Linked DNA regions of Mus musculus: regions 2 and 3 are each linked to region 1. A link is a contact called in public Hi-C data. All regions are on one chromosome and are shown on one strand. Each heading gives the region's core, a stretch centred on a gene start, on an enhancer-like site or on the middle of the called end of the contact. The rest is flanking DNA. Distances are from core to core; before and after follow the strand shown.

Region 1 (3,431 bases), core at 394-2,893:
ACCTTCCAGGACTCCATCCAGCAAAAGTTAGCCTGTTTGGAGATGTCAGAGAAAACTTAGCCACCCACAGAGGAAAAGGGAAGGAGTTCCCATTGCCACCATCTACAACACCATCCTCATAGCGCCTCCTATCGATCTTGAAGACAAACTGCAGCTCAGGGGCGGCAACTTCCTGGGTTCCAGCCCCTCAGCGCCTGATCCAGAAGGCGTTGATTGGCTGCATCAGGACAACACCTTCGGAAAAAGCAGGCTCTCCACCAACCTCCCCAGAAGCACATGAGATGGAGCTCTGCTGAGCCTAGGAGAGGACTCTGTATAGAACTTCCAACGCTAGAATTCGAAAGGAACCAATTTAAAGGGGGCATTGGGTGGCACAAAGGGGCTTTGGAGATCTAAACTCAATGATCCAAAAAAAAAAAAAAAAAAAAAAAAAAAATGGGGTTGCATCCAAAGAGGTGACAGATGAACTCACCTGTCTGGTGAAGAGGATGGCTGTGTCCCAGTACTCAGGGTGCTTATCGCTCACTTTGTTCAGCTTTTTCTGCCAGGCACAGAAGTTGCGCAGAGTCAGGGCCGCGTTGCCTGTGACCTTGGGCCCAGTGTCACGATCTCCTAAGAGTAGCACCTTGACCACCACGATGTTGATAGGGTTGAGGATGCTGGGGTGGCGGTAGAGTCGCGCCGCCGTGGCCAGCAGCGTCAGTAGATAATGTTCCAAATCCGCGCCGTGAAACTTGACCATTGACTCGTCCGCCACCACCAGTGTCTCCACGTACCGTGGTATAGACACGAAGCGCTTGGCGCGCCCAGACCTGCGGCGGTTGTGGCTCTCCCCCGCGCCCGTCCGCCGTGGCTTATAAGGGTCCAGAGCCCTCAGGATGGCGGGGTTCCAGCCCGAGGCCACCCCGCAACGAGAGGTGGGGTCTCCGGAAGGCCCTACAGGAGCACCCCGGCGCTGGAGAAGGTGTGCGCCCTGGCTGTGACGCTGCGCCTCTGGCGCGCTGGTGTTGGGCAGAGGGCTAATGACATACTCCGCACCTCGGTAGCCAAAGGCTCCGCGGAGACCCCCGCATAGGCTCACAGCAGCAAAGGAGTCTGGCTCCGCGTTCACATACCCGGAATAGAAGCAGCGTCGCAGGTCTAGAGAGCTGCCAGTGAGCCTCTGCAGCGGGACACCTAGATACTCAGTAGCAAAGGCGGGAGCCAGGAACTGGGCATCTGGCGTCAGGTGTAGATAAAAGTCCTGCTGAAAAGCTGTGATCTGAAAAATGAGACCCTGATCCCCGGAGTCCTCCGTACCCCTCCTGTAGTAGTGGCGGCCATTGATGTCCGGGTCCCGTCGGATTGGAACGACCACCTCCCACTCTGGCTCGGAGCTGCCAGCAGGTCGCCAGGCGAGAGCCAGGATTGAGATGCCCAGTAGAAGCATGGCGCCGGGCCGCGCACAGACGCGCTCTGGGATGGGACTTAGCCCGGCTCCCACGGCAAGCACTGTCCCCTTGTAGCCCACACACCAACGCCCGGGACAATGGGCAGTTCCCAGAAAGGACAGCCAACCAAGTCCGCGAGACTCCTCCCAGAGCAGCGAGCGTGCACAGGGCAGCCCGCGCCTCCTACCTGTTCCTCCCTGAGCAAAGCGCGCTCTGGGAGCTTTAGTACGGTCGCTGTCAAGTGCACAGCCGAAAATTTGCCGTGGAGAAGTGACGCGAGGTGGCGGGCTGCTTCGCGAACCGCAGCCGCTAGCGGTGCAGCAAACTAGGCGCTGGGCGAGCCTATTAAAGGCCCCCTCCTCTTTGGACTGCCCAGTCAGCGCCCCTCCCCTAACTCCCCTCCCAGCCTCCCAGAGCTCGCTGCCTGGAGCCTCCAGGGGCCACTGGAGAACTCGGTCCCGCCTCCTGAGCAAGAGCCACTTGGCGGGGAGGGAGTGGCGTTATGCCGAGGCAGGAGGCGTGGGCTGACCTAAGAAACGAACGCTGGAGCCTATTCACGTTTTTTGCGCTAGGTACCCCAGTGCGGAGATGCATCAGTTACTACTGCCTGGGTGGACATCTGTGAGCTCTCTGGGTCTTAGCCTTCCCAAGGCAGCTGGGTCCAGGAGTCTGGAACCAAGACAGCACTGACCTCTTTTTCCAGGCCCACCTCTTTCCTCCAGTTGCAACAACCCCCACCCTGCTTCTTAACCATCAAGTCTCCAAAAGGACCTCAAACCGAGGAGGGCCCTTTAAAGGTCCTAGTGTTGGGAGAACAACCTCCGAGAAACACAGCCAGCCCTTCTTGAACCCAGACCCCACACAGGCTGCCCTGTGGGGTTAGCACTGTGTTGGATGGGCTAGACAGACTGCCAGGTTTCAGTAATTCTGCCAGGCAGATGTTAAATGCAGCCATTATTTAAAACTAAATTACATAAGCTTATAATTAAATAAGTTATATTTTAAAATAAAGATGATAAACTCTCAAAACTCCATCTCTTCCTAATTATCTGATGGCTGCCTCTGGTCTTGAGCCACTGAGACCCTCAACCCTTCCCCCTCCCCCAAGCCCAAAGCTCCCAGAGAAGAGCAGAGGAAGATGGGAAAGCAAACAGCCTTCTACTTAGTATCTCCATCAACCCATACAGCCACATAGCAATTGGCTTTCAAAACAGGTCCTGGTGAAGTTACAGCTAATGCTGGTTATCAGGGCTTGAAGAGAGGAGGCAAGCCCTTAATAAGCATTTATTAGCATCCTAGTGCCTGAAAGAAATAGCCAAGCAAATGCAGGTTGTCTTCTAGCAGGGAGAGTCAAGGGACTGGTGGGCAATGGAAGGCAGGCCATGTGCCCTTAGTATGTATTTTGATCCTTACCCAAGTATAGGGCAAGGCACTGGAGTGGGAGAGTGGGTGCAGATCAGCTGGAGAAAGCACAATCACGTTGTAAAGTTGCCATCCAGCTTGGAGAGAAGGCTGGGCACCAACTGATACATCGTGGCACTAGACCTCAAGGTTCTCATATCCTTGCAGAATCTGGAACTGGAGCTATATAGCTCAGTGGTTCAGAGCCCTTGCTTGTTCTTGCGGAGAACCCAGGTTCAGTTCCCAACACCCATAGTGGCTCACAGAAATCCATAACTCCAGCACGTGAGGATCTGATACATTCTAACCCCTTTAGGCACAGGCACGCCCAGACACACATACAGACAAAGCAGTCATGTACATAAAATAAAATAAAATAAAATAAAATAAAATAAAATAAAATAGTCTGCAGAATTTCCCTTTTCCCCCTTCCATCAAAAAAAAGAAACCCAATAGAAGAAGGAGGCTTTCCTGCCTAATCTTTCTTGATAACCAGAAAAATCTTTGAAGAAACAAATTGCCCTGGCTTGCATTGGAAAGAGAACAGTAGGAAATAAGGAGTGTGACCATTTTAAGGATAAAGAAGGTGCTGAGAAAAGG
Region 2 (3,431 bases), core at 385-2,884, 110 kb before region 1:
TGACATATTACCCCCAAAGCCACATTTCCCAAATCTTCCAAATGCCAACAATAACCAAGGACCAAGTGCTCAAACCCATGATCCTACGGTAGACATTCTCATTCAGACCACCTGCGCTGCCTAGACTTTAGGTCGACTTGACACAGCCAGTATCTGAATTAAGAAAATGCCTCCATTGTGAGTAGCTCTATACCTGGCCTAGTGGCCCTGGGTTCTATAAGAAAGCAGTCCGAGCAAACCACTAGGAGCAAGCCAGTAAGCAGCACTCATCCATTGCCTCTGCATCAGCTCCTGCCTCCAGGTTCCTGCCCTGTGTGAGTTCTTAACCTCACTTCATTCCATGATGAACACTGCTGCAGAAGTGTTAAAGAATAAACCCTTTCCTTTCCAACTTGCTTGTACATGGTATCTTGTCACAACAATAGAAAGCCTAACTAAGACATTTGCACAAAAGGAAAGAGAGGGAGTTTGTAGTTTTTTTTTCAGTCTGGATGATTAGGCGATGAAGTATCACAAATGATACTGAGTTCATAATCAGTTCAGTAACTTCCAGCAGGTGAGAAAGCTCTGTCTGTTCAGACTGATCCCTAGCTCAGGTAAGGCTTTTTTATGCATCTTTCAATCCACTGAGATATCAGCTCTCAGCTGAGCCAGACATGGCTAAAATACCATGGAGCCCACAGAGGAAAGATGGCCTAATCTATCTTGTTTATCTAACCCCCAGAGCAAGCCACGCTGCGCTTCCCCACAGTGGCACTTCTGTAATTGTTGTATACAGAACAATACTCATGTTGGTCAAGAACTGTCACCATATCTCCACACCAAGGTTTATTTCTGCCCCAGCAAAGATGGGAGCAACACGTTTTTCTTCCAAGAGAAAAGAAAAAAATTTCAAAACATTGAGCACCCTTCTTCCCTGGGCTGTGTGTTCCTGGCTGGACTTATACATCGCTTACGTAATGGTGATGTGATTTATTACAGCAGCCCAGGGAGTTTCAGGAAAGCCAGAAATACCAGCCTGGAATGTGGGGCCCCTGAATCCAACACAGAAAAAAGAGGAGGGAGGAGTCAGTGGTGGGCTTCAGCATAGCTTCTGATTCAAGTGTCTAGCCCCAAGCCACTCACTGCCGTGCAGGTAAGGATATGCAGTACAGCTGGAGAGAAGGCTCAGCAGTTAGAGATAAGGAAGTATGTGCCAGCAGAGTGAAAGGGGCTGTGAGACCAGAACAAACTGAGGCCACGCTCACTCCTCCTGGTACTCTTGGCATCCCCCAGCTCTCTCCGAAGGTCAACCTCTGGTGGAGAACACAGCGATCCATCAAACAAACAGCTACAGTTCTGCCAGCGCTCGCCCAGAAAAATTTGCCACTTGCAGGAACTCACCCACAGGGAGCTAATTCTTACATGACTATCAGTGTGCTCTGTTTCATCTTGATCAGAGTTGTCGTCCATTTGTCAGTAGACAACGTTCGGCTGGCCCTCCTGTGCTCTGAAGCCTGGAAACACCGTCAAATTCTATCTAGGTTTCGATGATGTGAAACTTATTGGCACTCTTTCCCCCAACATATCCTCCAAATCATTCACAGGGGAGTTTCAGTGCTTTGGCAAGAAGGCTTAGCAGTTACACAGAGAAGCTTCCTCCAGACTCTGTCAAGTTCTCTAGTCTCTTTACTGCTTCCTCTACATCTTATCATAGATAACCAACAACTGTGTCCTTTATCATGTAAAGGGGGGATAGATGAAATATCCAATAAACATTTGGTAAATAGGACCACTGTGGGTGAACTTCTTCCCCATCCCTCTCCCTTTTCATCCCTCTTTGCATCTTACCCAGTGATGACTATACTCTGTGGGCTTCTAATTGAGATCTATCTCTGTTTCCTAAGCCTGGACCCATAAGCGGGTCCATCATCTCCTTATCAGACATTCTTAGAAAGGCCACTGAGGTGGATAGAAGCAAGCAGAAGTACTGGCATGCTGGCCTGACAACCTGAGCTTAATCTCCAGATCCCACAAACTGGCAGGAAATGACTGACTCCTGAGAGTTGTTCTCTGACCTCTACCCACACACCATGGCATAAGCACACACACACACACACACACACACACACACACACACACACACACAAGGAAACAAAACAAGTATCCTGGGGCTAGGGATATAACTCATCTGGTAGAGTGCTTGTCTAGCACAAACCAGACATGGCAGCTCAAGTCCCTGATTCCAGCAGCTGATGAAAGAAGCAGGATCAGAAATTCAAAGTCATCGTCAGCTACATGGGATGTTTAAGGTAAAATTGTATTATATGAGACCTGGTGCAAAAGAGAAAAAAAAAAAAAAAAAAAAAAGGTCTTGACCAGGACAGGAGAATCTCACTGCACCCACACCATGAAATCTCATTACGGTGCTTTCATTCAGTGGTGTTTATTGAGTACCAACCATAATTCAGGCATTGTTTTCGCTAAATAAAGTCTGACTCCAACAGAGTTTATGCCCTCGGCTCAGGAATTCAACAGTAAAGAGAAGGCAATAAAGAGCTAAAAGGAAAACTAACACAGACTGATGGCTAACACAGACTGGTGGAGGAGAGAGATGGCTTAAGTGAGCCTGTTCCCCCGCATCCCCACTGGTAGAAAGTTTCTTGCCTTGATATAGCATCCTACACTCCATCAGCATCATTGGGGGCTGACCCACATCATTTGCCTCTGCCACTAACTATTAAATAAGGACAAGGGCAGTTTCCATGTCTTCAAAATTAACCAAAGGAGTGGCCTTTGTGACATATCTGTTCATAAAGCATACTAAACAAATCTGGAATTGGAGAGAGCTGGGCCATCTCCTGTGCTCTGACTTAAGCTTGGACTTCTCCTCAGACAGCCTGGAGTTTAGTGAGCAGCTGACCCTTGAACTGAGAATCTGTTCCCGATAAAGACCTCAGGGGAAACTGACAGGATAAAGAGCTGACAGGGTCTGCTGAGGAATGCAGGCTTAGCCTGACAGTTGCTGGTATCTCTCACAGACTCCTCCTCTCCCAGCTGGCTTGCTAGTCATCTGGCCTATAGGCCAGTCTGGCAGTGATAACATTAAGATGCTATTAGGTGACCTTTAGGTCTCACAGCCAACAGACAAGCATAGCATTCTTGTGGACTGAGGCAGAAGATTCTCAAACATCCCAGAGGCATAATCTGCAGGACTGAGCCTTAACTTCCCCACCCCCATCCCCAGGTGTTCAAGCGCTGTCGCACATCCTGTCTGTCTTTCCTTGTCCAGTCGCCCCTTCCCAACTCTTATTCATTGGAATCCCTCGCAAAATAGTTACCTTCAAGTCCAGCTTTAGGTTTTGGAAGAATTGAGGCTAAGACAGCCAGACTCTTTACAAATTAGGCTTTCCTTTCAGAGCTTGCCCCAGTATCATGACATATTTGTAAAC
Region 3 (3,431 bases), core at 462-2,961, 93 kb before region 1:
CAAGCCTTGAACACATAGGCCAGTGGGAGATACCTATCCAAGCCATTGCCCTCCTTATGAGTTCCAAAAATTAAGCATATTATTCCATAACCCTCCCTAATAATACATTATATAGTTTATTCACAGTCACTTCCCTATACAGCTCAATGGTGGAAGCAATGCTGCCTCTGTTCAAAGAAAACCCATAGACAAATTGAACTTAGCATCATTTATCTGAGCAAAGAACTGAACCATCTGTGCACAGGCTAGCCCGCAGAACTGGAGGAGGACCTTTAGCTACAGGGAGAGTGACTTCCATAGCAGAACGCAAAAGCTTCATTGGCTGTAGCTAAGCATTTTCGCCAATCCGTTCCTAGTGAAAGTTAGATGGCGAATTCTGATTGGTAGTCTCTAGTAAGAGATTAGTTGGCAGTTTGGGATTGGTAACAATCTTGTTTTGCTATTTTCTGTGACCAATGGGCTTCATTTTTGCCCACAGCTCTGGCACCACTGTGGCCTAGTAGCTTCCTGATGAAAATTGGGAGTCCTGTTTTATGTTGTTTTCGTTGCTGCTGTTGTTATTGTTGGTGGGGGTGATGATGTGTGTTTATGTAGTCTATATGCACATATAGATACAAAAGCCTATGTGTGTACATTCAGAGGCTAGATGAAGATGGGGTCTCTCACTGAAGCTAGCTGGACTGGTGGCCAGCAAGCCCCAGCCCCTCCATTCTCCCTTCCAGAACACCAACAGTTCACTCATACAACACACTCACACCTTACATGCTAGAATCTAAACTCAGAGCCTCTCCCTTGCACTGCAAATACTCTTACCAACTGAGCTGTCTCTCCAGTCCCTAAATTGTCATCAACCACTATGCCCACCACCCCATCTTGGATGGCACCACAGTTCTCCCTCAACCCCATCCTTCAAGCTGAGCAGCCAGCAGCTATGGCATACTGATAACTCACTGATGGAGACAGCAGTTATCAGATGCCTGGAAGATAAACGTCCTGTTTTACAGAAGGCCTCTATGTTGCAATAATAGATTCCTGGCTCCTTGGGGTCATGGTACATAAAAAGTAAACTTAAACCACAATAACCAAAATTAAATCTTTGAGATCTTAAAAGAAAGCATCTTAAGTACACCACACATCAAAAGGAAAGCCAAAACTAAAGGCAACTAGGAGTGAAAGCCAAGTCTCCCCAGCCCCCATGTATGAAGTCAGCATAAGATTTTGAAAGAAATTGGCCATCAGTCCCTAAATGCAAACTGGATCTGAATTCTTCTAAGGTCACTGAGGCAGAACCTCTATGAGGGTGCAGAAGGGCCTCAGAGTTTCACAAAACTGTTGTGTTCAGTTTCCTCACAATGTTCCACAGGCACAGAACATACCAGGAAACCAACGGCAGTCACTTCCAGAACTTTGTAACATTTTAGAAGGACTGGACATGAAGTCTTGACCAAAAGGGTTCAAAAGGCAGCTCCGTCTCAGTTTATTCTTCAGTCAAACAGAACAGGAGGGAAGCCAAGGGCAAGGCTGGAGGGGGATGGGCGGCAAGAACAGTGAGACATACATTGAAATACATCTCTCTGAGTCAAAGAACCAGAACACTGGGTCTGCCCTGCTGGCCCAGGTCACCCAGGATCATCCAGCTGTCTTAGAGTTAAATGTTTTCCTTCCAAATCTACTGAATAGAAAAATCTGCATGTGTTGCAAGCTGGATATAATCTGTTTTCTTTCTTTCCCATGAGGGAGTTAAGAGCGTTGGAAAGGAGGCAGGATTAGACTAGTGGTATACACCCGTGATCTGACCATGTGGAAATGAGGCAGGAAGATCAGGGCCAGCCTGAGCTACATAGCAAAACCTATGTCAGAACAAATGGGAGTGGTAGTTTAAAGGAGAGGATGTAAGGACGTGAACAAGAGTTTCAGGGGGGCAGAAATAAGAGTTTAAATTGACTGACCAATACAAAATTCTAAAACCCATAAGAGCTATCCTAGAAGCTGGGTGCCCTTGTGCATACTATGCAAATGAACTACAGCCCCAGCTTTGTCTTGAGGTCTTTTGACTTTTCAAACACATTCAACAAAAAGAAAACTAACAACCTGTCGCGTCCACTCTCGACCAGCAAGAACGACACGACCACCAGTCCTTCTAACAACAGTTTATTCAGCACACTTCAGTCTTCATCTCTCTCGCTTCATCTTTTACCTCATCTTTCTCCCCCGAACCCCGGGCCTCTCACTCTTGTATACTCTCAGTCCTCATCCACTCACAGCAGGCCACGTCACCTCACCAGGCACGCAGCTTCAGCCAATCAGGGCGGCAGGGGCATGTCTCCACCAAATATGGACTTATTTAAACTGCCAGCATCATGGTGCACCTGTGCAGCTCTCACGATGGTCGTGGCTTATTTTCAGGTGTAAGAGGAAGTCAGGTGCAAGTCATAAGACTTAGCCGCAGTCCCGGGCACCATCTTGGGACTGCTGCCATACCTGCTCCTCACAACAACACAATTTAGAATGGGGAAAAAAGAAAAGAAAAGAAAAGAAAAGAAAAGAAAAGAAAAGAAAAGAAAAGAAAAGAAAAGAAAAGAAAGGGAAGGGAAGGGAAGGGAAGGGAAGGGAAGGGAAGGGAAGGGAAGGAGGGAAGGGAAGAAGGGAAGGGAAGAAGGGAAGGGAAGGGAAGGGAAGGGAAGGGAAGGGAAGGGAAGGGAAGGGAAGGGAAGGGAAGAAGGGAAGGGAAGGGAAGGGAAGGGAAGGGAAGGGAAGGGAAGGGAAGGGAAGAAGGGAAGAGAAGGGAAGGGAAGAAGGGAAGGGAAGGGAAGAAGGGAAGGGAAGAAGGGAAGGGAAGGGAAGAAGGGAAGGGAAGAAGGGTAGGGAAGGGAAGAAGGGAAGGGAAGGGAAGAAGGGAAGGGAAGAAGGGAAGGGAAGGGAGAAGGGAAGGGAAGAGGAGAAGGGAAGAGGAGAAGGGAAGAAGAGAAGGGAAGAGTAAAAAGAAGAGAAGCCTAAACACACACCTCACCAAAGAATGTAAGCCAGCAAAAGAAGCATATATGAAAAGAAACTCAAAATAAATACATATAAGAAGAGTAGCAAATTAAAAGAAGAAACTATTGTACACGTTATAGAATATCCAAAAATTCAGAGCAACAAACACTATGGAAAACAGCTTAACAGTTTCTGTAACCATAAACCTTCCCTCACATGACACACCTGTTATACTTACTATTGTGAATTGTACTGATTTGAAAACTTCTGTCCACACAGAGACCAGGATATAGATGTTAATAGCAGTTTTATTGACAATTTCCAGAATTGTGAAACTTCCAAGGTGATTGATTTTCAGTAAGTGGATGGATCTCTGTTGTCTTTGACAATGGAATTGTGTTTCCACACTAAAACAAAATGAGCTACCAGGCTGTAAAAAGACACAGAGAAACTTT

Evidence for each region. A called contact is a pair of places that touch in the nucleus more often than the background predicts.
Region 2: a contact with region 1 is called in a Hi-C map of uterus. The contact joins the enhancer-like site here to the promoter of Adamts15 in region 1. A contact is called at or near these places in 5 of 39 promoter capture datasets (the SN4741 cell line, cranial neural crest, embryonic stem cells and 2 more), 11 of 484 Hi-C or Micro-C datasets (the HL-1 cell line, the MNK3 cell line, brown adipocytes and 6 more), 4 of 115 datasets of contacts at active chromatin or transcription factors (craniofacial prominence, embryonic stem cells, extraembryonic endoderm stem cells and 1 more) and 3 of 9 other capture datasets (adipose tissue, embryonic stem cells and pancreatic islet).
Region 3: a Hi-C map of uterus shows a contact between it and region 1, with 3 times the contacts expected there. The contact joins the enhancer-like site here to the promoter of Adamts15 in region 1. A contact is called at or near these places in 2 of 39 promoter capture datasets (the 3T3-L1 cell line and liver), 8 of 484 Hi-C or Micro-C datasets (the HL-1 cell line, dorsal root ganglion neurons, embryonic fibroblasts and 4 more), 3 of 115 datasets of contacts at active chromatin or transcription factors (craniofacial prominence, extraembryonic endoderm stem cells and kidney) and 1 of 9 other capture datasets (adipose tissue).

What each region holds. Positions count from the first base shown.
Region 1 is chr9:30,920,809-30,924,239 of GRCm38.p6, forward strand. It overlaps Adamts15 (a disintegrin-like and metallopeptidase (reprolysin type) with thrombospondin type 1 motif, 15), which reads right to left and starts at 1,644. Exons shown (of 8, transcript NM_001024139.1): 1 at 473-1,644. The coding sequence starts at 1,429.
Region 2 is chr9:30,808,022-30,811,452 of GRCm38.p6, forward strand. No RefSeq gene overlaps it. Among named protein-coding and RNA genes, the nearest start is that of Gm31013, 28 kb to the left of the region's middle. Within about 2 kb of position 1,635, at least 36 of the 459 cell types and tissues checked have an H3K27ac peak or open chromatin away from gene starts, as enhancers often do. A contact at or near this core is called in adipose tissue, muscle stem cells and uterus, where this site is marked.
Region 3 is chr9:30,828,135-30,831,565 of GRCm38.p6, forward strand. No RefSeq gene overlaps it. Among named protein-coding and RNA genes, the nearest start is that of Gm31013, 48 kb to the left of the region's middle. Within about 2 kb of position 1,712, at least 9 of the 459 cell types and tissues checked have an H3K27ac peak or open chromatin away from gene starts, as enhancers often do. A contact at or near this core is called in adipose tissue and uterus, where this site is marked.